7 separate regions of the Mus musculus genome follow, and all the other regions are linked to region 1. A link is a contact called in public Hi-C, HiCAR-type, HiChIP or PLAC-seq and promoter capture Hi-C data. All regions are on one chromosome and are shown on one strand. The core of a region is the stretch at or near the end of the contact, and the rest is flanking DNA. Distances in the headings are between cores, read along the strand shown.

Region 1 (3,547 bases), core at 753-3,252:
ATATTCAAACACTTCTGAACTGTTTTAGAAAAATTAAGCTTCTAAAGCAGGCATGTAGAGAAAGCAAAACCAGTGTTCCATACCAAAGCCAAACTCTTTAACAGTAAAACTACAGAAGCAGCTCTATAACAAAGCTCATCAGAAGTGAATCTGCAGAGAACTCATTTGTAGCTAAGGAATATTATGACTATCAAGTGTATTGTTTCCTAATGCTTTTTAAGAGCTTCCTCCCCTTATTTATTTATTTATTTACTTTACATCCTGATAGATGACCCCTTCCAGCACCACCCCTCCATGCCCTTAAGAGCTTCTTTAAACTCCCAAATTTTAGCCAAAGATAAAGGGAAGCATGGGACCCTGTCATTTCAGATGGATGTTTTTATCTCAGCATTATGCTACTGTAGGTCCCCTTTATACCCTTTGTGGATATTTACAGTGTGACAAAAGAAAGCTTATAGGTATCTTTCTGTAATATTTGACTATATTTTACATATCATGTCACTCCTGCCTATTCATGACAGTGACTGAAAACTAACAGCACTGGTTAGCGTTCCTCTCCTGAAAACTGACTTCAGTGAACGGCCAACTGTCAGTACACTAAACGTCTTCCCTACTGCAATCTCCTTTTTCTTGTTTCACAACTCAGGTATCATGGACCTCACCCAGGTTCTCTCTTGAGGATGTTCACTTCCACCTCTTCCTTAGTGTACAGCCCTAAACACAATCACAACATAGGCAAACACCAGAATCTTGCTTAAGGGTTGCTAACAACGCTTGCATATATTTACTCTTGAAGCCCAACAAAGCTACTATGACAGCATCTGAACAGGCCAATCGGTAAAGCAGGGGATGGGAGTGGTTATCTACTATAAGGAATTATGTAGAATAATTACCCACCCCAAAACATATGTAAAGATACTGGGTAGTGTCAGTAAACAATGACCATTCAATGGTGGTGCTTTCGCCACATCAATAATGCCGTATCAGGAACACTGTCAATTAACCATTCCACTAATTTATCATCTAAGACAAAGGCCAAAGGTAGTTTATTTCCTACAGCAGCAGGACGGCGGACACTGTTGAAGTAGAATTATCACACAAGATAAGTGATTTTGTTTGAATAGTAAATGATGAACTGGAGTATTTAAAGGGCCTATCAATAATCATACTAATGCATGTGCAATACCATTCGCAGGCCTGTAAATCACAATTCAAGCCATTCTCTAAATTGCAAACGCACCGGTCAAGGAAAAATGAGGTTCATATCAAAAGAAATGAATGTAGGCAAGAAGAAAAAAAAAGAAAATAAAGATTTTAATATATTCCCATTTATTTGGCATTTACAATTTAAAAAAACTAACTCACAAAATAAAAATAAATAAAGAGCTCAAAATTCAGGCATTACAAATACCAATTTCCGAATAAACATAGCAATTTCCGAATGACAGGTTAAAAGCAAGATTTTGTTCAATATCAACTTTTGTAAAAATTTGGAGACTTAAAGTCTGGATGTCTACAAAAGATCACTAAAAGTCTATAGAAACAGCCAAGACCTCCATCGCAACCCAATCCCACCCTCAAATCCGCTAGTCTGTTCCAGAGAATTCGATGTAGCTCGTAATCCTTTAATCGCACCACAGTGCTTAGCAACGACGAGGCTCAGTGCACGCTTAGATAGAAAAGTAATATTCCCGGTTAGGAAATGACCCTGGAGCTGGGGGCGGCAAAGGCTGGGACCTCAAGACCTGGCCGAGGAAGATGGGCTGGTCAGGTGTCCAGCTTGAGGGACGGGGCGGCGGAGGCCACCGCCACCCAGACAAGCGCCCCGCACTCACAATTCTATCATCCACTCTCCTTCCAGCAACGACGTCCAGTTCTCATCGGTGAGGACGCGCACGTTATTCCGCCGTCCGTGGGCCCCAGGGACCGCCCAGAGCAGCAGGACCAGAGCTGCCAGGGGAACCATAAGACGCCCCAAGTGCGCCATGTCAGCCGCTCACCCAGCCTCAGCGCGTTCCCGCTCCACCTCCCCGCCGCAGCTCCACTTCCGCTCTGGCGGCCGCTCCGCTCATGCGCACAAGGAGCCAGCCAGGCGCGCGAGCCCCACCCACTCCCCGCCAGCAACTCAGTGCGCATGTCCGGGCCCTGTTCCTCCTGCGGGAGATGGAGAGGGAAAGCGGGAAATGCGTCTATCTCGGAGCTCACGACTGAAGAGGCGCTTGCCGGCTGTGGTCCCTCGAAAAGCCCTAGAAGGGGCGGTAGGCGGAGGGATCAGGGTGATGCTCTAGAGATGAGTGACCCTGTCGTGCCCACCAGTGCCTAGTAAGGTCACTATGACAGTTTTCTCAGGAACTTTCCCCTTTCAAAATATCACCAGTTAGACGAATGTAGGAGGAGGTCACCAGCCCCTTTACCCTGGCCCTAGGCAAACAGGCATCTACTTTTTGTCCTGGCTACTTTACTAATTGAATCTTGTGTTGTCCCTGTTGACTGACTTATTTTAACTCTTTAAGCATGAGTCCCCGAATTTCCTCTAACACATTCGTAATGAGGCTTTGTCACCCCCTGGCTCTCCGAGGTAGTTTTTATTGCCTGTTCTTTGCTTTCCTGTATATGGGTTATATTTTCCTGTCTTTGCACAACTCAAAAATCTCTTCTTGGAAACTAGGGTTTTAGGGTCTGTAATTCTAGATGTTGATTCCCCTTGTGGCTCTCCATCTTCTGTTCCTCTTGTTGTTTGATTGTTTAGTGAGTTGGCAAGGCAATTCTAGTGAAGTCTGTTTCTCAGAGATTACAGCCCTGGGTGGGTCATCTGGGCGATAGTGGTTTTAGCAGGGCTCATTCCATATCACTTTTTGGGATGTGTTTGCCTCACTTATTTCCAGCTGTAATATTACATGAAGTGCTCACCGATAACTTGTTTTTGTTTTGTTTTAATTCTCAGAGCATACATTGTTCCACAGCCTAATACATTTTGGCAGATGGTTTTGAGGTCAGTGGTTGAAATTTATTTTAAGCCCAGGATGATTCTTCACTGTCTCTTTTCTTAGGTCTCTCTGGTGAACTAAGTGGCTTATGCACTGGCATCTTGTTCTTACTTAAGGAAAACTTTTTTTATTTTTTTGGAGTGACTTTAGGCCTGACCGTTTCTCCATACTCTTATTTAATAAAGTCATTTCTTTGGGGAGAGTTCAGAACTGACTCTCCTGGGCACAAGCAGCCTCAGTCATTATTCTAGGTGCAGTGTAGACCAGCAGGATCTACTTTTCTGGACTTCTAGTGGTGTATAGTCTTTATCACTTGAACAAAAAGGTTGAGGGGGTGTCTGGAGATTTCTCAGTCTGCTGTACCCAGCGCTTTCACTGTGCATGTCATGTCCTTGTGACCTGCACTTGGAAGGGATTAAGATGCCAGTGACCTTCCCTTCCTGATGAGATGCTCTGTCTCTAGGTTGGGAACGGAGAGGAGATGGAGCCCCGTGTTCATGGTCACACCCATCTACAGTAGAGTTGTCACCAGAATGGCCTGGGCTAAGAAAATGATTAGA
Region 2 (3,547 bases), core at 639-3,138, 480 kb before region 1:
TCATATATGATGAACTCAAACAAGCCTACACTCACACTAGGACATGGACACTGGTTTTATTAGTATTTATTTCCTGTGTTTATGTGCATGGGTGCGTGAATGACACAGTGCACATAGGAAGGGGAGAAGACAACTTGTGGGTCTTGGTTTAAGCCAAGCACAGTAGGCACATGAACAATGCCAGCACTCAGGAGGGCAGAGGCACTAGGACTAGAAGTTTGGGGCAGCTTGGGCCACACTGGACACTATTTCAAAAAGAAAAAAAAAACAAAAAGAGAAAAGAAAAGAAAAAGAAAAAGAGAAAAATTAGTAGTCAGTGCCACATTTCTTTTGTGCTGGAAAAAAGGTTGCTAAAATGACCATATTGGAAATCACACCTTTTTTTTTTTTCTTCCCCCGCCTGGGCACTGTTCCCCTGTGCCTAGACATCTCTCTCCATTTTCACTTCAATGTTACTTATATTCAGTGCTCCTCAAAGTCCTCAAGGACTTTGTAATGATGTAGCTTAAGTTCTGCCTTTGAAAACTTTTATGTCCTTCTGTCTTCAATCACATCCCTATATAATAATTTATATTTTCAATGTATAGCCACAATAATTATTTTCAGGTAGTAATCTCTACTTATTATATTAATGTTTTTTAAAAAAGTAAGATGAATATGGGAGAGTCAGAGAAGGAGAGGATAATCAAGAACTATGTTTAATCCAATTCTGTAGCTTCTAAGGACCAATTTTTAAGTCTGTTCTTATGACCATTTATTTAATAGTTGCTTAACATCTATTACAGGTTAGGAAGTGTTTAAAATATGCAAAAATAATCCACACATCTGTTTCATATATAACTTCACCTCAAACACATAATATGTATATATGATGGAACTCTCAGCTTTCTGGAGCCTAATATGTATTTCATACACAACATCACTTTATATATACATATATGTCATGTAATTCTGTGTTGTTCTTGAGTCCAATACAAGGACTCTTAAATGGATGGTCCAAAGAACTTAAAACCGTCCAGCATCCTCTCATACTGTCCAGATGTTCCAAGGCTTGTGAATTTGTGTTTTGCTATCTCTACCTTTGACTGCCACTTCGAGGACCACTACTCCCGTGCTTACAAACTGCTTTTTTAAAGTGCAAAATGTGGGTCTAAGAGTATTATAAGGTAACCAACAATTTCCCGTCTCATTTCTATGCGGCTTCCTGTCTTCATGTGCCAGGGCTCCATAGCTGATTTCCTACACTCCTGGAGAACAATCTATTTCCAGAACCAATGGGGCTCCATCCCATAAATGTTTTATGGTGGAAAGAGTCAGCAAGCGTTACAATTCGATGGTTTCCTTCCAATCTGACCCAGCCAGAGGCAAGCACAATCTGGGTCATCGCTGTCAAAAGTTAAAGTGATGGCCCCTGATCACCTTAGACGGGGGTGGGGTGGGGGACACCGTTCCCCGAGCTTCCTGGGCTTCTCTAGGAGTCCAGATCCCACTCAGGCCACCAGATCCTACAGGTTCGCATTGCCCAAGAGAGTCCTCCCTGACAACACATTCATCACTGAGTGTGGACTGAGCTTTGCCTTAAGGCAACGATGTGAGCTAGCATTCGCGGGATCGCCGGGGGAAGGTCCCGGGTGCCCAGCGGGCCTAAAGACGGTTGCCAGTCCGGGACCACCGGCACGTCCCTCGGGCCCACAGCCGCCCATGGCCACTCACTTGGTGAAAGCTTCTCCTAGGTCGATCACGACTGCTGTCTTCTCGCCGCCGCTCCCAAGGCCCTCGTAGAGCGGCATCTTTGAGAGACCGACGTAGAGAGGGTGAAGTGGTCCGCCCGGCGGGGGGGCTGCCTCAGCGCGGGGGCGGGGCGGGGTCCTCACAAAGCCGAGGACCCGGGCTGGCCAAGGAGAGGCCTGACGTCGCGGAGGCCGAGGCGGTCAGGCGCGCCGGACACCTTAGAGGGGCGGAGCCTCCCGGGTCCTCTCGCTCAGCGGCCGGGGGCGCCTGCGCGGCGTAGTAAGGATTTTTAGCGGCTTAGGAGGGGAGGCAGGAACTTGAGATCGCTTTCTCATTCTCCAGTTCTGTGTTGGTCGTTTATCATGACATTTAGTCGCCGCAATGAACACACAAGATAGAGTCTGCTCAGAAGAGATTGGCTTTCACTCTCCCCGAAGCAGTTCTAGAAAAGGATCCTAAGATCTAAATTCAAAACTTGGATTGGGAAGGCGGAAATGCTCCTTAATTACAGCAGTATTTGTGGTGGTTTACATGCGAACGCCCCCCCCCCCCCCCCCCCCGCGCGCCTAGGCTCATCTGTTTGAATGCTTAGTCACCGAGGACTGGAACAGTTTTGGAAGGATATGGAGATTTGACCTTGGAGGAGGTGTGTCACTGGGAGTGGACTTTGGGGTTTAAAAAGCCCACACTAGGCGCAGCTCTCTCCTCCCTGCCTCCTCTGCCCCCAACCCCCACCCCGGACCCTTGTTGCCTGGCAATTAAGATGTAAAGCTCTCAGCTACTGCTTCATTGCCATGCCTGCCCGCCACCCCACCCCCCCATCATTAACTAAAACTGTAAGCAGGTCCCCGATTGACGATTCCTTTTATAAGAGTTGTCTTAGTCATGTTGTCTCTTCCCAGAAATAGAATAGTTACTAAGACAGCAGTTCTTGCCTGTTGCTGGGGAGATTGATTGGATTTCTAGAAGAGGAGAAACCAGGTGTCATGGTGGCAAGATGCAAAGATATGATCAAAGCATATACATGAAATCGAGAACAAATAAATAAAAATTTAATAAGGAGAATATCGTGGTTATTTTAGCAGAAAGAAAAAAAGAATGAACACAAAACAAATATATTCCTTAATAATCTCAGATGTTTGAATGGAACCTCTTGTGGAGTATTTTTTAAAAAGAAAGATTTAAGAGTACATTAAAAAAACAAACAAACAAAAAAAACCCTGATTTATTTCTCTTGCTGGCTGGAAGCAAAGAATGTTGACCCAACTGAAAAAACTGTCCAGACAGTCTGCAAAAGAGACATTTTCTCACAGTCATCTAACAAAAATCCCAGCACTGGGCAAGGAGATGCTGTTTGAGCAGTTTGTCAGAGATGTCCAAGAAACTCCCCAAACAAGCTTTGCTGTTGCTCTTAGTTGCATTGCAGAGGTTGAGGATAAGTCGTTGTTGCTAAGACACCATGCACTTTAGACAGAGGACCCAGAGGTTCTAACCAGAAAGCCTCCTCCCTGAGAACTAGCTTTCATGGTACCAGAAGGCTCCATACAAGCTTTCAAAGAAGGGAAACCAGTCTTACCCAACCATGATATTCATAAACAGACACACACAAGCTGGTGTGTGTGTGTGTGTGTGTGTGTGTGTGTGTGTGTGTAATGAGATTAAAGAAACAGAGACCATCGATTTGAGAGAGCAAAGGTGTGGCACAGGAAGGGTTAGAGCGAGGATGGAAACGAAAAGAGGTGAACAATGTATTTGCATTTTAATTTGAAAACTGAAGATAATAGAAACTGTTCAAACAAGAACATTAAAACAGCCA
Region 3 (3,547 bases), core at 742-3,241, 470 kb after region 1:
CACAAGGAGCAACCCTTTGTTCTCTTTTTCTTTTTATTAGATATTTACATTTCAAATGTTATCCCCTTTCCCGGTTTGCCTTCCAAAAACTCCCTCTCCCCTCCTCTCTCCCCCTGCTCACCAACCCACCCACACCCGCTTCCTGGTCCTGGCATTCCCCTACACTGGGGCATAGAAACTTCACAGGACCAAGGGCCTCTCCTCCCATTGATGACCGACTAGGCCATCCTCTGCTACATATGCAGCTGGAGCTATGAGTCCCACCATGAGTAATCTTTGGTTGGTGATTTAGTCCCTGGGAGCTCTGAGAGTACTGGTTAGTTCATATTGTTGCTATGGGCTGCAAACCCCTTCAGCTCCTTGGGTCCTTTCTCTAGCTTTTTTTTTTTTTACTCTTATGCCATAATCAATCTGTCAGCAAACCCTGCTGCAACTCTAAAATGCCTACAATCACTTAGCGCTTGTCCTGCTGCCTTTATCCATATGCATGCTAGCAATATTTTTTTATCACCTCCCTTATTTTGAAACCCCACTCCCCCATTCAGTCTACTCTCACACAGCATCCAAAGTGATCGCATTAAATACGTCTCTCCTCTACTCCAAAGGCCTAGGTGGGTGGCCAGTTACCAAGGAACTTCATTTCCCTCTACTCTTCTCTGTTCCAGTTCCAGCTACGTGACCCTCTTCCTATTCCTACAATGAGCCAGAAACACGACCACTTGCAGTGACTTGCATTTGCTCTTCTGAGGCCTCACTCCAGATAGCACCATAGCAAGCTAATTCCAGCATTGCCTTCTCACTGGCTTCATTATCCGACCCCCTTTCCAAGCTGTGGGATCTCTCTTGTTTATGCTTCCTTCAGCGCTCACTCTGTTACATACTATGGCTTACTAGTTTTATTTTTTGTGATCTCTCTTCCCCATAACCGCAGGACCTTTGTTGTTATATCCCAGACACCTAAAACAGCACCTTGGATGCTGGGTGCTCAATAAAATATTTGTTATAGGATTATAGGGACCTTTAACAAGGAAACATTTCATAAAAACACAGGAGACAGACAACTGATTAAATGTCTTTGTGCATGGCTAAAAAAAAGAGCAGTTTGGTGTCTTGTTCTGAGGTTGGTGTTTTGCTTCTGTGTTTTAAGCACATTCTCTTCATTATGAAAGCCTTACTTTGATCAAGAGGAGTGAGTCCCAATCTTATTCTCCAAGTTATTCTGTGTACCTGAGCGAGTTAAAGAGAACAAAGTAGAATCTGATATATTAGATAGAAAACTCCCAGTTCTGAACTCTGGTGCTCAAAGGCTTCAAAATTCTAAGACTTAACTGCAAGAGAAGGCATGTGGTTATTAAGAATACATATTAAAATGATGAAATAAATACACTAACGTCAAATTTATCTTAGGAGCTGTAGAAACTCCATCTTCTTTTTTAATCCGAAAGCGCGGATGGGGATGGGGGGCACAAAAGGGGGTGGGCTACCAAGGGTTGGGGGAGATAATAAGAGGACAGAAGAAACGGAGACTCAGTTTTTACAGTAGTCACGCTGTCACCAGAAGAGTCATCTGTGTTACTAGGTGTAGCCCTCGCGGTCCCAGCACACCCGAGGGCTGCCTTCCCTCAGCAACCAGGACACGCGGCTGCGGTTGCGGGAAGCAGGGCGGTAGGCAAGTCCAAGGCGAGAGCCGCTCGCCGCCCAGCGGGCTCCGGACCGCCCGGACTCCAGCTCCCCAGCGGCGGGAGCCGGCCCGCGCAGCCGCACTGAGGGCCGCGATGGTCGCCACACCCGGCCCGTTAGCCGCCCGCCCGTCGCGAGTCGCCGCACGCAGCCGCGTCCGCGCCCGGCGGGGGAGGGGCGGCCCGTGCGCGTCGGCTTTCCCAGCATTCCCAGCGGCGCGGGGAAAGTTTACCGGACGTAGGCGGTGGCCGCAGCGGTAGCGGCTCCGGGCGGCGGACCATGGCCCTGGTGGGCGGCCGCGGCCCTGTCCCAAGGCGGCCTCGGGCGGCGTCGTTGAGCCGGCTGACTTCCCGGGAGGAGCTGCCCTGCGACTGAGCGGCGGCGGGCGCGCTTAGCGCGGCCAACATGCGGCGGAGCCTGCGGGCGGGCGCGGGCGGCGGAGACCCGAGGCGAAGGCGGCGGCGGCGGCCCGGGAGGCGGCGGCGGGCGGCAGGCTCGCGGCCCTAGCGAGGCTGCTGGGGCGGCGGCGGGAGTCGTCCGCGAGGATGCTGTCCCGCAAGAAAACCAAAAACGAGGTGTCTAAGCCGGCCGAGGTGCAGGGCAAGTACGTGAAGAAGGAGACGTCGCCCCTGCTGCGGAGTGAGTGTCGTGGGCGGTGGCGGGTGGGGACCCGGCGCAGCCTCGGGTGGTGCTGGAAGACCGACTCTGGGAAATGCATGGCTGTCCGTGGTGTTGGGGAAAAAGTGCTTCGACCCGGGCACCTCTCTGCTGGGTACGTCCGGGCCCCGCGTTTGCGACCATCGCAGCGCCACTCGTCGGCTCACGCACTCGCACACGCACACACACACGCGAGAGTGGATTCCTTCCTTAGTCCTGCAGCGGGACACAAACTTGTGAGGCAAAGAACCTGATACTTGATACTTGTAGCCACTACCAGCGTCCTAAGTAACACACACACACACACACACACACACACACACACACACACACACACACGAGAGACTTGATACTTGTAGCCACTACCAGCGCCCTAAGTAACACACACACACACACACACACACACACACACACACACACACACACACACACACACACACACACACACACACGAGAGAGAGACTGGATTCCTTAGTCCTTCAGCGGGACACAGACTTGTGAGGCAAAGAACCTGATACTTGTAGCCACTACCCAGAGTCTTTTCATTTCCCAGAGTAGACAAGCCATTAACGTATTTGGATTAGGCTTTGCTCCTAAAATTAAAAAAAGCAAAGTATTCAGAATAATTTCAGCCATACCAGGCAAGTTCCTAACTTTATTCCTCTTTCCGACATATGTTCCGTCCCCTCCCGTACGTAGCTTTTCTTCTCCGTTTAAAATATTTGAGTTTTTAACTTGAACGCCTTGATTCTCCTTTTTTAAAATTCTTGGGTAGTCAGAGAGCTAATCCTTTGGTTCTCATTCTAGGAGCTGGACCCCTTGTGTAAGTTTCCTTCTTGGAAACTGGAAGTAACCGTGTGACTTAAATTAAGCATTACCTCATATTGTAATTGGGAAAGCTGCTCACAGGGGTTCCTAGTATTTGCCCAAGATCCCGCAGAAAGGGGTGGAGAGCATATTTTTCCATTGTGACCATGTGTCCAGCCTTACAGGTTCTGTTAGTAGTTGGAGTGCTAGACAACACAGTTGGTGGGGTGGATGTGTCAGTAACTGAAACCATTTTTAAGAGCTTGTTTTTCTGTTTTTTTTAGGTGATAGCTTGCTTTTTGCTGCAAATAAAGTTTATTAAGCATCATTTGAAGTCATGCCACTTGTTGAGTCTTTTAGTGAGTGACTCCATACAGAATTTGTGTCATCGACAGTTAATTAT
Region 4 (3,547 bases), core at 428-2,927, 450 kb before region 1:
ATCACTTCACCTTCCCTGATGATCTCTGCCCCTCCTTTTTCACACCATCACTCCCTGGAGATGACTGGAATGAAAAAATGGCAATGACCTATAGGAGAGTCCCTACCAAATAGCCCCGCCCCTACTGGGGAGCTCCGCCCCCTACCTGGGAGCCACGCCCTCACCTTCCGTGGGCTCCTGTGGCACCAATACATCACAGACAGAGGTGGTCAGGTCCCCAGTTTAAAAGGCAGAGTTTCAACATTCATCCCAGGCTCCTGGGTGCAGACAGTTCCCTTTGCATCTGAACTTGGGGACAGAAGAAGAAGATAAAGAACTCAGAGATGGCTGCTTGGGGCTGTGGCTCGGGTGTGTATGTTTAGTACCAACAGGAGTCTGAGAGGAGTTGAAGGCTGGATGGGTTTCATGGTCCTTGGCAGCACTCCTCCAGGTTCTGATTGGCTCTTAGAAAAGCTCCCGATGTAGCTTCAGAGCCTCCTTTAGATTTCCTAGCCCTTGATCTAGGGTGGGCTGGTTCACAGATTTCTGGTGAGATATCCTTTCCCTCAACTCCAGGCACCGCACCCTCTGTGTCTACAGCCCCTCCCTCTGAATACAGTCTCAGCTTCCACTTTTTGTCCTTAGCCCCCAAGAGGCTTGAAGCTGAAACTGGAGGCAGAGCCGGCCCCAGTGCCAGGTGGAACAATTGACTTGGATCCTCTTAACAGGGGCGCTGGGTTACCAGACACCCATCTGTTGGCTGTTCTCAGTGAGGAAACTCAAACCAGATCGCTCTCAAGGGCATCAGCGCCACGCTCCCCTGCCTGCCCAGAAAAGGGAGCCGCCTTACCTTCTGGCACCTTCCTACTAACAACTCCCATGTGGCCCCTCCAGGCTTTTCATTAATATCCCAGCACCTCGCTGAATAGTCCGAGTTCACTGCCAGGAAGCGTCTTTGGGCCTCTGGAGGAGCTGCAGCCCACTGGGCTATGCATCCGTCCTATCTTTTCTACCCAAACACAGCAATACTTGCCGGACAGAAGCCATGTCACCACCCCATCAACGCCACCCTTTCCAGGAAAGCGAAGCCACTAAGAGCAGTTCAGTAGTTAGTGAGTGAAATAAATTTGATCTCTTTAAAAAAAGAAAAAAAAAAAAAAAAAAAAGAAACAACAACAACAAAAACATTGTATCCAAGCGGTACATTTGCATAAGTTAAGAGTCAAAGACACTACTAGGCACCATTTCCACACAGCAATGATTTCAACCCACAGTGTGGTTTCAGAGGAGGATTTATGTCCATACTTCTCAAAGGCATTCTGCTTTCTAAACGCTTCTTCCTTCACGTTAGGCCATTAGCAGCTTTCTAAAAGCAAAGGTGAGACTCTCCCAGGCACCTTTACACACACCCTCCCCCAGGCACTGGTTTCTGCTCCGGTAGGGAGCAGACAGTGCTACCTGACCAGGTGTCCTCAGTTTGCTGCTCTTTGGTTTGCTCAGTGTGAATTTGTATCACCAGCTCTTTCATTCTTCACAGAACTATAAACCTCCTGTATCGTTCTTTAAGAAACAACCACGTTTATGAGACTTTCTCGGTTTTTGAAAATTCCCTGATGATCTGCCTTGAACTGGTTTTCGGGCGTTCCCTGCATTTTTTTTTTTTCTTCCTTGTTTGGACATGCCTGTCTTCCCTCTGAGTCATTTCTTGCAAGCCTTCTCTTTCCATCTGGCCCATGAGCACCAGCTGGTTTTCCATGTCTGCAGGTCCTGGATGTCGGCACCCTCGCCTTTTCTTTCTCTTCCTGTTGTCCTCTTGACCTTTTGCTACTGCTTTCCGGGGAGGACTCCCGTTCTCTCTCAACTCTTCCCTGGAACATTCACTTAGCTCTGTACTGTAAAGCTCTCTCTTCTCTGTGTGACAACCTTCTCTAGTCTTCTGCGTGAAATACATTCTACCCCCAACAATATTGATGATAGAGTTTTCTCTAAAAGGCATTTACTCCCCGATTCATTTAGTTTAATTTTTAAAATTCACATCTATTTAATGGAGGTGTGCATGTGGTATGTGTGTGTATGTGAAGGTCAGAGGACAATGTGTGGGAGGATATCATGCGTTTTCTGGGGCTCAAACCTGGGTATCAGGCTTGGCTGCAAACACCCGTGCTTACTAAATCACCCATCCGGCCTATGATGTTTCTCTAAAATACTAATTTCCTGAGAAGAATATGTAGTTTAGAAGAAAACAGCAAAGGTCTTTTTCTGTCATTCGCTGGTCTCTTCAAATTTACTCAGACCCTTGCTCAATGTCCTTCACGCTCATTTGCAATGCACCTAACGGGTAAGCTCACACTGATAACCATGTCGTGTCTCTGCACCATGCTAGTGTAGAATATCTGTGTTAGCTCACTGTCTCAGAGGTGTCAGGGGTATCAACCGAACAGATCTCTTTACAGCAGCCAGGATGCACACAGAGAAGGCCTGTCTCCACTTTTTTCCTTTTCTTTTAAAGATTTATTTAAGAGGATGGCCTAGTCGGTCATCAGTGGGAGGAGAGGCCCTTGGTCCTGTGAAGGTTCTATGCCTCGGTATAGGGGAGTGCCAGGGCCAGGAAGTGGGAGTGGGTGGGTTGGTGAGCAGGGGGATGGGGGAGAGGATAGGGGGTTTTCGGAGGGGAAAATAGGAAAGGGGATAACATTTGAAATGTAAATAAGAAAATATGTAATAAAAAGTTTTTTTAAAAGGCTGAAGTAAAAAAATATTTATTTATTTTATGCATATGAGTACACTGTAGCTGTCTTCAGACATACCAGAAGAGGGCATTAGATCCCATTACAGATGGTTGAGAGCCACTATGCGGTTGCTGGGAATTGAGCTCAGGACATTCAGGAAGATCAGTCAGTGCTCTTAACCTCTGAGCCATCTTTCCAGCTCTCACTTTCTTCTTCTTAATCTCTTTGTGCCTCAGCCCATGGGATGGTACACCCCACATCCAGTCCAGTTCTTTGCCCACTAATTAATCTTCTCTGAAATGTTCTTACAGATATACTTGGGGTTGGGGGACACCTTATTATAATCTAGGCACTTTTTCAGGCTGACAATCAATATTTTCCATCATAGATAGCCTGGGAGCCAAAACCAGCTTGTTCTCTCTCTCTTTCTCTCTCTCTCTCTCTCTGTATGTGTATAACTATCTCTTTATTTGGAACAGATCCATACTCCTTTGCTTCTATGTTGTCTAGGCTGCATTCATGCTATACTTATAGAGGTATGTAGTTCTATTCATTTTTTGGCTTTTTATAAGAAACAAATTTCTACTTCTTTTGATTTTATATTTTCATCTCTTGGTCTTTATGCTTTATGGTCAGACTTTTTTTTTCATATACATTTATAAACTTCATAATACATTGTTTTTGCACGAGGCAAATCATAGCTGCTATGGACAGTCTGAAGCAGCCCCATATTCCACACCTGGGATTAAAACAAAACCATATTCTTACAATATTTCTATGTTTTCTATGAAACCAAAATTCCATAATCCCCACTACACACTAATGCCCAGGGTTTTTCT
Region 5 (3,547 bases), core at 319-2,818, 440 kb before region 1:
TGGTTAAAATAATCCAGACTACAGGTGGACTAGTGGATCTGCAGCAAAGCTAGCTCACAGAAACTTGGTGTGACAGTTTCTTCAGATCTGAAGATACCTCTAAGTAAAACAAATGAACAAACAAACAAACATATTTTCTTTGTAAGAATCCTGTCTCTATCATTTATTTAAACTCACCAAATAAGCACTGCAGTTTACACCGTTATCACTCCTCCACCCCTACTGTGCTCTGAATGCCCCCTCAAACTCAGGCTAAAACTTCATTAGTGCTGTGTCAGAGTGAGATGTGGGGCTGTTCAGAGGTGACTAGGCTGTGGGAGCTCTGTCAGGAACAGCACTGTTGCTGCCGCCGCCGTGGGAGAGGCCTCCTAGACTCTCCTGTGCCTGCTCCTTGCCCTTCGGATGATGCATCAGGAAGTCCCTGCCAGACATTCTCTATGCATCAGCAGCCTGGGGTGTTCTGTTATGGTGGCAGAGTGAACAGACATTTGCTCACTTAAGCTCCCAATACGCTAAAGGGATGATGCCCTGGCCTCCAAGACCTCAGCATCTTTCTCAACTTTTACCTTATCTCTGCAGGGAAGATCAGACTCTCAAGGGCTCCCCTTAAGGTCATCTGCATTACTAAATGCTTTGGGTTGAGAGCTGATGGGACAGATGAACCTTTTAAGGTGCCATGGTAGCCACTTAGCAATGAGCTACATTTGGAAAACAACCATGGGCTCTGTACCCAGTTGGCTCATCTGTCTCACAGGCTCCCTCTTGGTACATTTGTCTGGATTCCTCTTAGTGTTCATGTCAGCCCAGAGGTGAGTCAATCTGGGAAAAACGGGCAGTCTGCGGTAGAAGCCACTACACCTCACAGTGCTACTAGCTCCTGCCACAGAAGAGTCACAGTGCAGACGGCAGGGAGTGGGTGACTCGCCTTCTCATCACTGTACAGTCAGGGATTCTTCACACACATCTGGCCATGTCTGGCTTTAGAAAAGTTGATCAGATGCACGTCACGTCTTCTTTAGAGGGAGGACAGCCCCTGCTCTCCATGGGAGCATTGGTCAGCACTTGTTTCATATAGAGTCCTAAAGCAGGAGTCACTGTGTCCCAGGGCCCAGGCAGACATTCCATCTCTAATCTGATTACTGTGACAATGACCACAATGGGATTTTTGCGGAACAAACTGAAAGCAATTCTAAGCAAATATGTGACAAGGCCTTTGGGGATGAGAAGCTGGTGTTGACTAAGTGGAGGAGGCCCAGGGCGCCATAACTGATGACCAAGACAGAAACTGCTAAACTCGTCAGCAGCCACAGGCCCCCAACATGGGCTCCTTCCTCCCACAGCACAGCTTGCCCCTTCTCAGGAACAGCGCTAGGACCTCAAAGATCGTCTTCAGGTCCAGCACATCTCCTCAAAGCCTTGACAGGGGCTTGGGCAAAGTCCTTGGATGGAAAAGGCCTTCTCCATTGTTATTATTATAGGGTCAGCTTGAGGGTCTCCCTGCTGTCAATCAGAGAAGCTGTGGTCTATGTTCACTCTCACTTGGGGCTAAGGAAAGCGTCACACTGGAAGGGATTACAACTTCCTGCAGACAGCTGCAGACAGGAACACTCAGCACTCGGGTACAGAAGGCTTCCACCCTAGCCCATTGCAAGCTTTTCAAGTCAGGGGCTAGAAACTCTAAACACATGAGGTGGAGGAGCTGCTCGGTCATCCCTACAGGACTGCAAACTCAATGCAACTTGGCTCTCAAGTTCTGGTCCATGTCTCTAAAAATCCCATTCTGGAGGTTCTTAAAATTTTCCTATTCCTGGCAGGTAGAGAAAGAGGCCAGCAGAGGCAGCTGGGCACCGTACTTCACACCTTTAATCCCAGCACTCAGGAGGCAGAGGCAGGCCTGGTCTGCATCGAGAGTTCCGAGACAGCCAGGGCTACACAGAGAAATTCTATCTCATAAAGAGAGGCCAGCTGAGGCAAGCCACCCTTTGCTTTCCCCATGAGGGACTGGGACTCATGCCGCCATGACCATGACTGTCTCACCTTCATTCTCCTCCTGCTTGCGGAGGTGGCGCAGGACGGGCTGCAGGTTCATGTAGAGGCGGTGGCTGTTGCTCAGGAGCTGCAGGAGATGCCGGGAGCGCGTGGGACACCCTGTGTAGTAGACCAGCTTCCTGGCGGAGGGAAGGCCATCTGGCAAAATCTCAAACTTCTTGCCCTGTGGAGGAAACATGCTAATCAGACTGTGGCAGAAAACTTTACAAACTGCCAAATTCCCCTTTATATTTAAAGTAAGATTCTTATAGACGTGTGAAGCTCAACTGACCATCCTCTGAGGGACATGTTTCCTCATCAGAGCCGTCAAAGGACATGGGACACCAACTCTGGGTTTCTGGGAAACCTGGAGGGTGGGTTGGGTTGGGCGTGTTCATCGTCTTTGTCCTAGCATAGGAGACCCCTCCCTCCAGAAGCAATCCTAACACCTGAATGTAGCAAATAAGAAATGGAGCTGAGGCCAAGCACCAGTGGACTGTAGTTCACAAATAGACTGTGCGTTTTCTTTTAAAGCATTGGTTCTTCAATTTATTGGACCCCAATGCTGGGACGGCAATATCTGAGCACTAAGCAGGCATCAATTCATTTAATCCTCACAAGACATCTACAGTGAAAAGCTTGCTATAACGGTCCAAGAATGAATGAGAGAAACCGAGTCACTAGCTCAAGGTCACACATGTAGACTGCACTGGGAAACTGGTCAAAATGGATTCCTCTCTCCAGGCTAGAATCTCAGGATCAAAAATCCCTTGAGGAAAGGAATGAGGCTGAGAGATCTGTCATCTTCAACAAAATCTTAACTAAGAGTGATGTGGTGTGAGTTTCAGGAGTCGATGATCACGGTGCCCTAGAGAGTCTTAACATCACTACTGATTCTGGGCCATGAAGAGGGCAAACTGGGTCACAAGTTTCAGTTTTTTGTTTGTTTGTTTGTTTTGTTTGAGCCAGGGTTTCTCTGTGTAGCCCTGGCTGTCCTGGAACTCACTCTGCAGACCAGGTTGACTTCGAACTCAAGAGATCTGCTTCTGCCTCCCAAGTGCTAGGATTAAAGGTGTGCGCCACCATGGCCTGGCTCTGATTTTCACAGTTCTGGAAAAGGTCCAGACCATGGCAGCAGTGGTGTGGAGTGTGGGCAGAACATGTTGCAGTTTACATGTGAGCGAGGCCAGAGCAGATGACACCCAAGCAACTATGCAGAGTTGGGCCTTCTGAGTGGCAGGCTGTGAGGAGCCAGTGTGAGGCCAACAAGCTAAGATGGCCCTTCATCTGCACAGGCCCTCTCGTCTGCAGGGAGGAATGTATGTCTACAACGTCCCCAGCTGCCGCTTTTCCTGGTCCACTTTTCTCAATTGCTTCAGAGCTCAGTAAAATTGTGGATTTCAGTGACCTCCAAACAGACACAGATGACAGGGACTGCAACTCTTTGAATGTTACCACGGAGAACATGACTGTCCTAGAACCTGCCTCACCCTCAAGATCCTGAAGATGAAGCGCTTCC
Region 6 (3,547 bases), core at 467-2,966, 420 kb before region 1:
GAGACCCTTGTCTAGCTGCGACCTGTGCAGCCCTCGTGTGCTGCCAGAGTCTCGGGGAGTCTGTGAGCACAGTGCACACCTTAAATTACCTTTATGTGTCTGTCACTTGACAGTGTGACCAGAGCTATCTAGCTTGAGAACTCTGGGTAGCTGGACACATATAGACTGGTAGACACAAACTGAGCAGAAGAGCTGCGTTCCCCTTCCCAAACTTTGCCCTAGACTACTCTGTACCTCTGTAATATCCTTTATATATAATATACTCCTAAATGTGCGAGCAAATAAGCCAGGTTTCTCACTGTTGAAGAAAGAAGCCATAAGCAATGGAAAGAAGAGGCGGACTGAATCTCATGGAACTGGATTGTCATCAGAAGTGTTAACTCGAGCTCACGGATATCACAGAAAGTGTGTGGAGGAACTTTTGCCAAAACTAACATCACCATAAGGACATAAATAATTAGTGTGCCCCATGATACTGTACAGTGAGAATGGCACTTTATCATTTATCTGATATCCCCACCCAAATCACGCATAACCTGAATTAACCATAAGGAAACATAAACCAAACCCAAATTAAAGGACATTCCACAAAGTAACCTGACTGTTCTCTTAAAAAAAGAAAAGGGGGAGGAAAAAAAAAAAGCCAAGGCCACAAGGGAGGCTGAGGGGTGGCTGAAGAATAAAGACTTGAAACCAGACCATCTGTGACTATGATGGACAGTCCTAGGACCCCTGGAGAAAACTAAAGACTACTTAGCACTGGGGCATGGACTTCCTGATTGTAATGTTGCCACGTGGTTACGTAGAAGATGCTGCTGGTCTCACGTGTGGAGAGATGGGAAACAGGAAGGTAGATCACAGATGGAGGAAGAAATGTTGGTGTTAATACCTAAGGAGACTCTCATTGTCTTCTTGGAACTTTGAAATTATTTCAATACAAAACTGAAAGAATGGCATTGTGATTCTTGCTATTTAGATGGATTTTTAAAGAGTGTTAGATTGACTGAATCTTAAAAATGCCAATGTTCAAAGTACATTCTTTCCAACTATTGAACAGACAGTGACAATTTCAGTCACCAATTTAAAATGGTGTGAGTGGCTTCAAGGCAGTAAAGCCATCCTCCACACCCCGATGGTGGATACATGCAGTACATCTGTCTAAAGTCGTGGGATACAAACACCAGGAGGGAAGCCACGTGGGAAGGATGGACTCTGGGCGATAGAGTGTCAGGTTGGGGATGACAGTGGGGACGCTATACCTGCATGTGCATGGTGTTCTAGAACCCTCTATACTTCCTCCTCACCTGCCTGGGAATCCAAATCCACACTAAGAACGAAAAACCTGTGATGCAAATTCTGAAATGCACGTCCATCCTGCAAAGCTGGCACAACAGCAGCTTCTGTCTGTCACATTACATTGTCTTGACAGTGAGGGAAGTCTGGTGGCATGTCTGAACCCCTTCAGACACGACTGCTAGCCAGCAGTAGAACCAGAATCTGAACCAGGTCACCTGACTGCCGTTCCACTGCTCTTTCACCACACTGCAAACTCTCCTTTAAAGAGCAACTTAAAAGCTCTTGTTTGGAATCTGGAGGAAGCTATGAACTGGTTTTCTTGGACCGGCTTGTTGAACCACAGAGATCAACAGTCTGGCTGCAGGTGCAGAAGGAAGAACGCCTTTGAGGGCACAGCAAGAGTCGTCTGGAATCTAGGCAGCAGCTTCCCGCTTCTAGACCCAAAGATGGTGGTTAGCCTTCCTGTTTTCACTGCACTGACTACTACAGGAGTGAAGCAGAGGGCAAATGGCTGACATGCAGGGCTGTCTGCATTCCTCATTCCATGTTCCAAGAAAGGCAACCGAACACAGTTCCCATTTTGGAAGAAAGGGAGCCCGCTTTTTCTGTTGACAATATATTTTCTAACTTGGCAGATATAAACATTCACAGCACCGACCAGATTCTCAAACTATCACAACCTTTAGATTTAAAACAATCCGAGAAAACGACTATACACATAAATGTAGAGAGTATAATTAAACACAAGTAAATCTCCTTGAAAAAGATGAGCAGACATGTTAAAATATTCTGAGATTTAAAAAGTAAAGCGGAGAAATTTCTAGATATACTTTGACATAAGAGAGCTTTTAACAAATGGCTGTAAGTCCCAAGGGTCTGGTGCTAAGTAAGGGACATGAGACAGGGAGTGCCTATGAAATCCTTCCCTGCAAATTCCTAATATAATGGTGGAAGAAAATGACTGCATTTTACAGTCACACCGCCTGACTAGAAAAAAGAAAAGGACGTGACGAAAAACAGAAAAAAAAAATTCAATTAATCCATCACTGTCATACTTTTAATTGCAAGAGAATCTGAACAGAAGAAAGGCAGTTTTACTATGTTCAAAATTTTGGTAATGTCACAAGCCATTATCATTTGTAGCGTTGTAGATGGTAATGACAAATGACAAAAACCATCTCCTTTCCTCCAAGATAGGGCTGGTCTCCGTGGTCACGAAAACAGCAGCAACAATAAAAACCAAGCCTGGCTCATTAAAACAAAATGAAACAAAAGGAACGACATTACTAAGTCTAAAACGTAACAACAATAATAAAAATCCCAAATCACATAAGAAGTACATCAGCTGACATTGGAAAATAAATACTACACTTGGAACGGGGATCAGTGGATGGGTATTTTGACAGCTCACGTAGCACGATGGCTTTAGACTTTAAAATGTCATGTCCTTGGAGACAGTTGGCTAAAGATACCAGAGAGTGGACTGAAACTTACTTTGTATAACACTGAGACCAAAGAGGTGACTGTCCTTTAACCTGAGCAGGTCACACACCTGGACCAGCAACTGGTGACACAGAATTTTAACCTGTGGGAGGGAGAGAAAAAGAAAGACACTTGAGCTACTTAAATTCAGCCACACTGACACAATCAGGCACTTTTTAAACTTTGTAAATCTACACCTTCACAGGACACCCTGACATCAGTAAAATCACCCCTGGTTTTTGGAAATCTCTGCAACCTGGGGCTGTGTCTCAATGACTATCAGTTGTACAGCATGATAACCGGGTACCAATGCAATCTTACACAAGACTCATAAATCTCATGACACGTGGGTCAGGGTCTCAGATCATGCATGAAAAACAGGGCCTTTAGAAGAGCTTGCTCCATTAAAGGTATTTACTTGGCAGTATGTTCTGTCTTTTACCATTTTTTCTTACATGAATGGATACATTTTTATACAGTATTCAATGTTTTGGTATAAGTATACCCTACAGCGGTGTTCTCAAATGCTGTGATCCTTTAACACAGGTCGTCATATTGTGGTGAACTGCCTTCATATAGTTATTTTTGTTGCTACTTCATAATTGCAATTTTACCACTTTTTTTTAGATTTATATATTTATTATATGTAAGTACACCATAGATGTCTCATTACAGATGGTTGTGAGCCACCATGTGGTTGCTGGGATTTGAACTCAGGGCCTTCGGAAGAGCAGTCGGTGCTCTTAACCACTGAGCCATCTCTCCAGCC
Region 7 (3,547 bases), core at 567-3,066, 370 kb before region 1:
CAGTCTGCTTTCTGGAGAAGATATCCTGCAGATAACTTGATATAGGATATCCCCGGGGGGACCCTCGCCATCCAATAATCTACCAGAGGTCTCCTTTACTATAAAATATTAAGTGAGTATGTTTATAAACATACCCTCCCCTTAAAACCCTCACATTTCCATGTCAACCACCTCCAGTTGTGGAGTATTCTCATTTTTAACGTAAAACTATAATTTCTCAAAACCACACCCAAGGAAAATGATTAGGTGCTAGAAGTTTTACTACAAAGGACCGAAGCAAAAGGCATCTGTTTTCCTGCTCCATTCTGCTCTCTTCCCCTCCCCCACTCTCCATCCTGCAAGCCATTTGTAGGTCTTGGCTGTTACAACTTTCTACAGCACTCTCAATGCTCTAGATTCGGGATAAGAGAAAACAAACAAACAAAAACTCTTTTTGTCCTTTCAACAAAGTCGGGCCTAAATTTATGCTCTGTTCTTAAGAAAACTCAAAAGTCACAGGCCTTTTAAATGACAGATGTATTACGGAAAATTTTCCCCACAGAGTTTTTGATGCTGTGAAATATCAACTCCCTGAAACCACAGAAAGGAAATGACTTACATTCTTGGAAAATGAAGCCACTAGCAGTTTTCTCCAAAAGCATTCTCTAATCCCCAAACTACACACTGTGGCAACAGTGGGTATTTCGTGCAAAAACTAAATGTAGGTGGATGCTTCGAAGACCGGTAAACAAACACCACTCGGTCCAAAGAAAGGGGGGAATCATGCGTGGAAAATCTGGCAAGGTACGCTTTCCCTTCCACGTTCAAACGCGCCGAGAATCCTTGCACAAGTTTTCCTTCCTCGCAGTGGGCACTACACAGCTCCCGGGGTGCAATGCTAGCAAAACAGACTGGCCGCTTATATAAATAAATAAACAAATCCCCCAAAGGTGTAAGGGGGCCACTGAGCCAGAATTTCTTCCGACACTAGCCACACAACTGTACGGTCTGAAAATTGTTCCAGCTTTTATCTCAACTTTAAATGTGCTTGCTTTGACAGCTTTCCATCCATTCCTGCCTTTAAGAAAGCGCTCCACCATCAGGCTAAGCCATTCTAGAACTCCAAGTGTTGTTTAAATCCTGTAGACTTCACTTGGGTGGCCCCGAGCTGTCCACATCCCCGCTTTCCCGGAGGGGAGGCTAGTGGTCTCCTTTACCTGGTCGTGTTAAGTTCCTCCAGAAACCAAAATTCTGCAGGCCGCACCCGGGACTCGTGTGTCCCCAAGGCCCCCTTCAGGGTTTCCCACACTAGGCACTGGCGGGGATACCGGACAGACGCGCTGGGGTGCCTTCCCGAAGTGGGCTGTCCGGCCTGCGCGCACAACAGGCAATACCGCACATCGCTCGGGTACGCGGGACTCACGGCTCGTCCCAGCTAGTTACGGACGGGGCGCTACAGGCAGGCACCCCTCGAGCCAGAGTCTCGGAGATCGGGGCGCAGGAACGCAGAGCCCAGCCCCCTAGCTCCGCGCTTCCCTCGCGGCCGAGGCTGCCCGGGGGCCCCGGGCCTCCCGCCCCGGCGTGGGCGAGCTCCAACTCGCGGAGAGGCGACCTGCCCGCCCGGTGCCCGACGCCCAGAGCCCCGTGAGAAAGAAGAAAGACGCCGAGAGCGGCAAAGCCGGGAATCGCACTTTAGACCAGCAGGGGGCACAGCGGCGGCCAGGGCGCGCCGTCCCAGAAAGGGGGCCAGCAGGCCGGCGCCCGCTCCCGCGCGTACCTCCAAAGTCGACAGCGCCAGGCTTCCGACTCACAACCGGCGTCTGCTCCAGCGGCGCCGAGCCTACTCGCAGCTCCCAGCACTCCTGCTGCCGCCAGACCAACGCTGCAGCTGCCCCGCCCCCCGCCCACGCCTTCCGCTCCGCCCCCTCGAGTTCACGCCCACGGCCCGCCCGAGACACGCCCTCCCTGCTCGAGGCCCCGCCCCGCCCCAAATTGAAGGCGGAGACCGAGCAGCGGAAGAAGCAGAGAGCTGGGGTGATCGCGGCTGCACGTGGAGCGCTGCCCCCCCCCGCCCCGCCCCGCTCCGCCCCGGACCCAACCAAGAGTCCTGCGGAGGGGTGAAGAGACCCAGGGACCAGGGGACGCGGGTGACATCGGATAACCGAGTCGGGCTCAAGTGGGTTATATAGAGTGAGATATGCTTTGCATGCCTTTCCCAAAGGGACAGAGGCTTCGGTGCGAGGGTAATAGACTGTCCGCCCTCCCCTCCTTCGGAATGGTCCCCTTCTCCGCTCATGCCCCCCCCCCCCCCATCCTCCCGCACACCCTAGTCCCTAGCCTCTCCCTCACAGGCCTAGACGGGTTACCTGGGGGTGGTTGTTTTACGTGAGCTGCGGCTTAATAAATCTGAACTGGGGCGGCCCCTGCGAGAAGAGGAGATTTCGTGATTCCTCTATCCCCCTCCCGTCAGGCGCCCACTTCGACCTCACGGTTTTTATCCTGCATGTGGGCTGTGAGTGCCGCCTAAGCCCATCCGCCCCCGCTCAGTCTGTCTCCCCAGGTTGAAACAGCCGCTGCCTGTGGCCCTCAAAATGATGTGTACCCTTGGTGAAGGTTGCCGGCTTGGCTGTGAGCAGTGCAAAAGACAGCCCTAGAAGATTTCAATAACCCCAAAGATCCCAAGAGGAATGGAGGGTTCTTTGCTCCTTTTGGTAGTCGGGTAAAGAAGCGAAGTCCACTTGTTTGTGCTGCACCTATCTGGACCTGCTTAGGTGTCTAGCAGCTTAAGTGTGTGTGTGTGGTGGGGGCACTGCCACCCACAGTTACAAGCTTCTAAGTGTTTTGTGGATGGTGCTGCTCCAGTGAGGAGAATCTGAGATTCTAGCTTTTTCATGTAGGTGCAGACACCTGAGGAAGAACACTTGATACCCCATAGAAGCTGTATTTGAAATAGCTGATTGCTGTGATTAAACACCAAACCAAACCAAAGCGTTTATTTCTGCACACAGCTCTCAAGTCACACTGCGTCGCTGAGGGAAATCAAGACAAGAACTCAATGCAGAAACCCGGCATGGCCGTGGAAAAGTGTTTCTTACCGGCCAGGCTCAGCTTGCTTCTTTATGTATGTAGGACCACCAAGCCAGGGACTGTAGCCCCTCTCCCTTCCATGTGAGCTGGGCCCTTTGACATCAATCATCAATTAGAAAATTCACCAAAGGCCAGTGTGGTTGGGGGCAGGTCTCAAGAGTTGAAGTTCCCTCTTCCCAAATAATCTAGCTTGTGTCAAATTGACATAAAAACTAGCCAGCCAGCCTGGTGGGCCATGGTGGCGCAGACCTTTAATCCCAACCCACAGGAGGCAGAGATGGGCAGGTGGATCTCTGAGTTTGAGGCCAGCCTGGTCTACAGAGTGAGTTCCAGGACAGCCAGGACTACACAGAGAAACCTTGTCTTGGAAACAAAACAAAACAAACAAAAGACTCCAAAACAACTATCCAGCAGACCTTTCAATTGCCTTTCCATTTTGGAGACCGTGAATAGTAAGTTGTTGCTGGCTTCCACAAGTGTG

The links. Promoter capture Hi-C pulls out the DNA fragments that hold promoters and counts their contacts. A called contact is a pair of places that touch in the nucleus more often than the background predicts. HiCAR-type assays count read pairs that join an accessible place to other places. HiChIP or PLAC-seq counts read pairs in DNA pulled down with a chosen protein or histone mark. Capture Hi-C pulls out chosen DNA fragments and counts their contacts.
Region 2: a promoter capture Hi-C map of adipose tissue shows a contact between it and region 1. The contact joins the promoter of Actr10 here to the promoter of Tmx1 in region 1. A contact is called at or near these places in 25 of 39 promoter capture datasets (the 3T3-L1 cell line, 3T3-L1-derived adipocytes, the C10 cell line and 17 more), 1 of 15 datasets of contacts at CTCF or cohesin (the NIH/3T3 cell line), 2 of 484 Hi-C or Micro-C datasets (B cells and bone marrow-derived macrophages), 21 of 115 datasets of contacts at active chromatin or transcription factors (the 230-238 cell line, the SCID.adh cell line, acute myeloid leukemia and 17 more) and 5 of 9 other capture datasets (adipose tissue, embryonic stem cells, liver and 2 more).
Region 3: a contact with region 1 is called in a HiCAR-type map of astrocytes, with 2.7 times the contacts expected there. The contact joins the promoter of Sav1 here to the promoter of Tmx1 in region 1. A contact is called at or near these places in 7 of 39 promoter capture datasets (cranial neural crest, embryonic stem cells, erythroid cells and 3 more), 1 of 484 Hi-C or Micro-C datasets (the G1E-ER4 cell line) and 1 of 115 datasets of contacts at active chromatin or transcription factors (astrocytes).
Region 4: a Hi-C map of muscle stem cells shows a contact between it and region 1, with 2.1 times the contacts expected there. The contact joins the enhancer-like site here to the promoter of Tmx1 in region 1. A contact is called at or near these places in 15 of 39 promoter capture datasets (3T3-L1-derived adipocytes, the C10 cell line, the HPC-7 cell line and 10 more), 3 of 15 datasets of contacts at CTCF or cohesin (the NIH/3T3 cell line, embryonic stem cells and large pre-B cells), 7 of 484 Hi-C or Micro-C datasets (CD4 T cells, bone marrow-derived macrophages, cortical neurons and 3 more), 23 of 115 datasets of contacts at active chromatin or transcription factors (the 230-238 cell line, T-cell acute lymphoblastic leukemia, craniofacial prominence and 16 more) and 5 of 9 other capture datasets (adipose tissue, embryonic stem cells, liver and 2 more).
Region 5: a contact with region 1 is called in an H3K27ac HiChIP or PLAC-seq map of acute myeloid leukemia, with 9 times the contacts expected there. The contact joins the enhancer-like site here to the promoter of Tmx1 in region 1. A contact is called at or near these places in 18 of 39 promoter capture datasets (the 3T3-L1 cell line, 3T3-L1-derived adipocytes, the C10 cell line and 12 more), 1 of 15 datasets of contacts at CTCF or cohesin (the NIH/3T3 cell line), 2 of 484 Hi-C or Micro-C datasets (bone marrow-derived macrophages and embryonic stem cells), 16 of 115 datasets of contacts at active chromatin or transcription factors (T-cell acute lymphoblastic leukemia, acute myeloid leukemia, craniofacial prominence and 13 more) and 2 of 9 other capture datasets (adipose tissue and macrophages).
Region 6: a contact with region 1 is called in a promoter capture Hi-C map of cranial neural crest. The contact joins the enhancer-like site here to the promoter of Tmx1 in region 1. A contact is called at or near these places in 11 of 39 promoter capture datasets (the 3T3-L1 cell line, the C10 cell line, cranial neural crest and 6 more), 1 of 15 datasets of contacts at CTCF or cohesin (the NIH/3T3 cell line), 1 of 484 Hi-C or Micro-C datasets (bone marrow-derived macrophages), 2 of 115 datasets of contacts at active chromatin or transcription factors (acute myeloid leukemia and large pre-B cells) and 1 of 9 other capture datasets (adipose tissue).
Region 7: a contact with region 1 is called in a promoter capture Hi-C map of liver, with 7 times the contacts expected there. The contact joins the promoter of Frmd6 here to the promoter of Tmx1 in region 1. A contact is called at or near these places in 22 of 39 promoter capture datasets (the 3T3-L1 cell line, 3T3-L1-derived adipocytes, the C10 cell line and 13 more), 12 of 484 Hi-C or Micro-C datasets (B cells, CD4 T cells, CD8 T cells and 6 more), 13 of 115 datasets of contacts at active chromatin or transcription factors (the 230-238 cell line, DN3 thymocytes, Th17 cells and 8 more) and 4 of 9 other capture datasets (adipose tissue, liver, macrophages and 1 more).

Annotation. Positions count from the first base shown.
Region 1 is chr12:70,451,609-70,455,155 of GRCm38.p6, reverse strand. It overlaps Tmx1 (thioredoxin-related transmembrane protein 1), which reads right to left and starts at 2,002. Exons shown (of 8, transcript NM_028339.1): 1 at 1,836-2,002. The coding sequence starts at 1,987.
Region 2 is chr12:70,936,198-70,939,744 of GRCm38.p6, reverse strand. It overlaps Actr10 (ARP10 actin-related protein 10), which reads right to left and starts at 1,888. Exons shown (of 13, transcript NM_019785.2): 1 at 1,714-1,888. The coding sequence starts at 1,790.
Region 3 is chr12:69,985,446-69,988,992 of GRCm38.p6, reverse strand. Sav1 (salvador family WW domain containing 1) reads left to right here and starts at 1,991. Exons shown (of 5, transcript NM_022028.2): 1 at 1,991-2,319. The coding sequence starts at 2,226.
Region 4 is chr12:70,905,216-70,908,762 of GRCm38.p6, reverse strand. It overlaps Gm32664 (a long non-coding RNA gene), which reads right to left. Exons shown (of 4, transcript XR_381658.4): 2 at 165-288. Among named protein-coding and RNA genes, the nearest start is that of Gm32664, 3.6 kb to the right of the region's middle. Within about 2 kb of position 1,677, at least 31 of the 459 cell types and tissues checked have an H3K27ac peak or open chromatin away from gene starts, as enhancers often do. A contact at or near this core is called in muscle stem cells, where this site is marked.
Region 5 is chr12:70,888,597-70,892,143 of GRCm38.p6, reverse strand. Frmd6 (FERM domain containing 6) reads right to left here. Exons shown (of 14, transcript NM_028127.3): 10 at 2,038-2,212. Among named protein-coding and RNA genes, the nearest start is that of Gm32664, 13 kb to the left of the region's middle. Within about 2 kb of position 1,568, at least 51 of the 459 cell types and tissues checked have an H3K27ac peak or open chromatin away from gene starts, as enhancers often do. A contact at or near this core is called in the NIH/3T3 cell line, embryonic fibroblasts, extraembryonic endoderm stem cells and 1 more, where this site is marked.
Region 6 is chr12:70,871,825-70,875,371 of GRCm38.p6, reverse strand. It overlaps Frmd6 (FERM domain containing 6), which reads right to left. Exons shown (of 14, transcript NM_028127.3): 3 at 2,791-2,881. Among named protein-coding and RNA genes, the nearest start is that of Gm32664, 30 kb to the left of the region's middle. Within about 2 kb of position 1,716, at least 17 of the 459 cell types and tissues checked have an H3K27ac peak or open chromatin away from gene starts, as enhancers often do.
Region 7 is chr12:70,823,783-70,827,329 of GRCm38.p6, reverse strand. It overlaps Frmd6 (FERM domain containing 6), which reads right to left and starts at 1,816. Exons shown (of 14, transcript NM_028127.3): 1 at 1,757-1,816.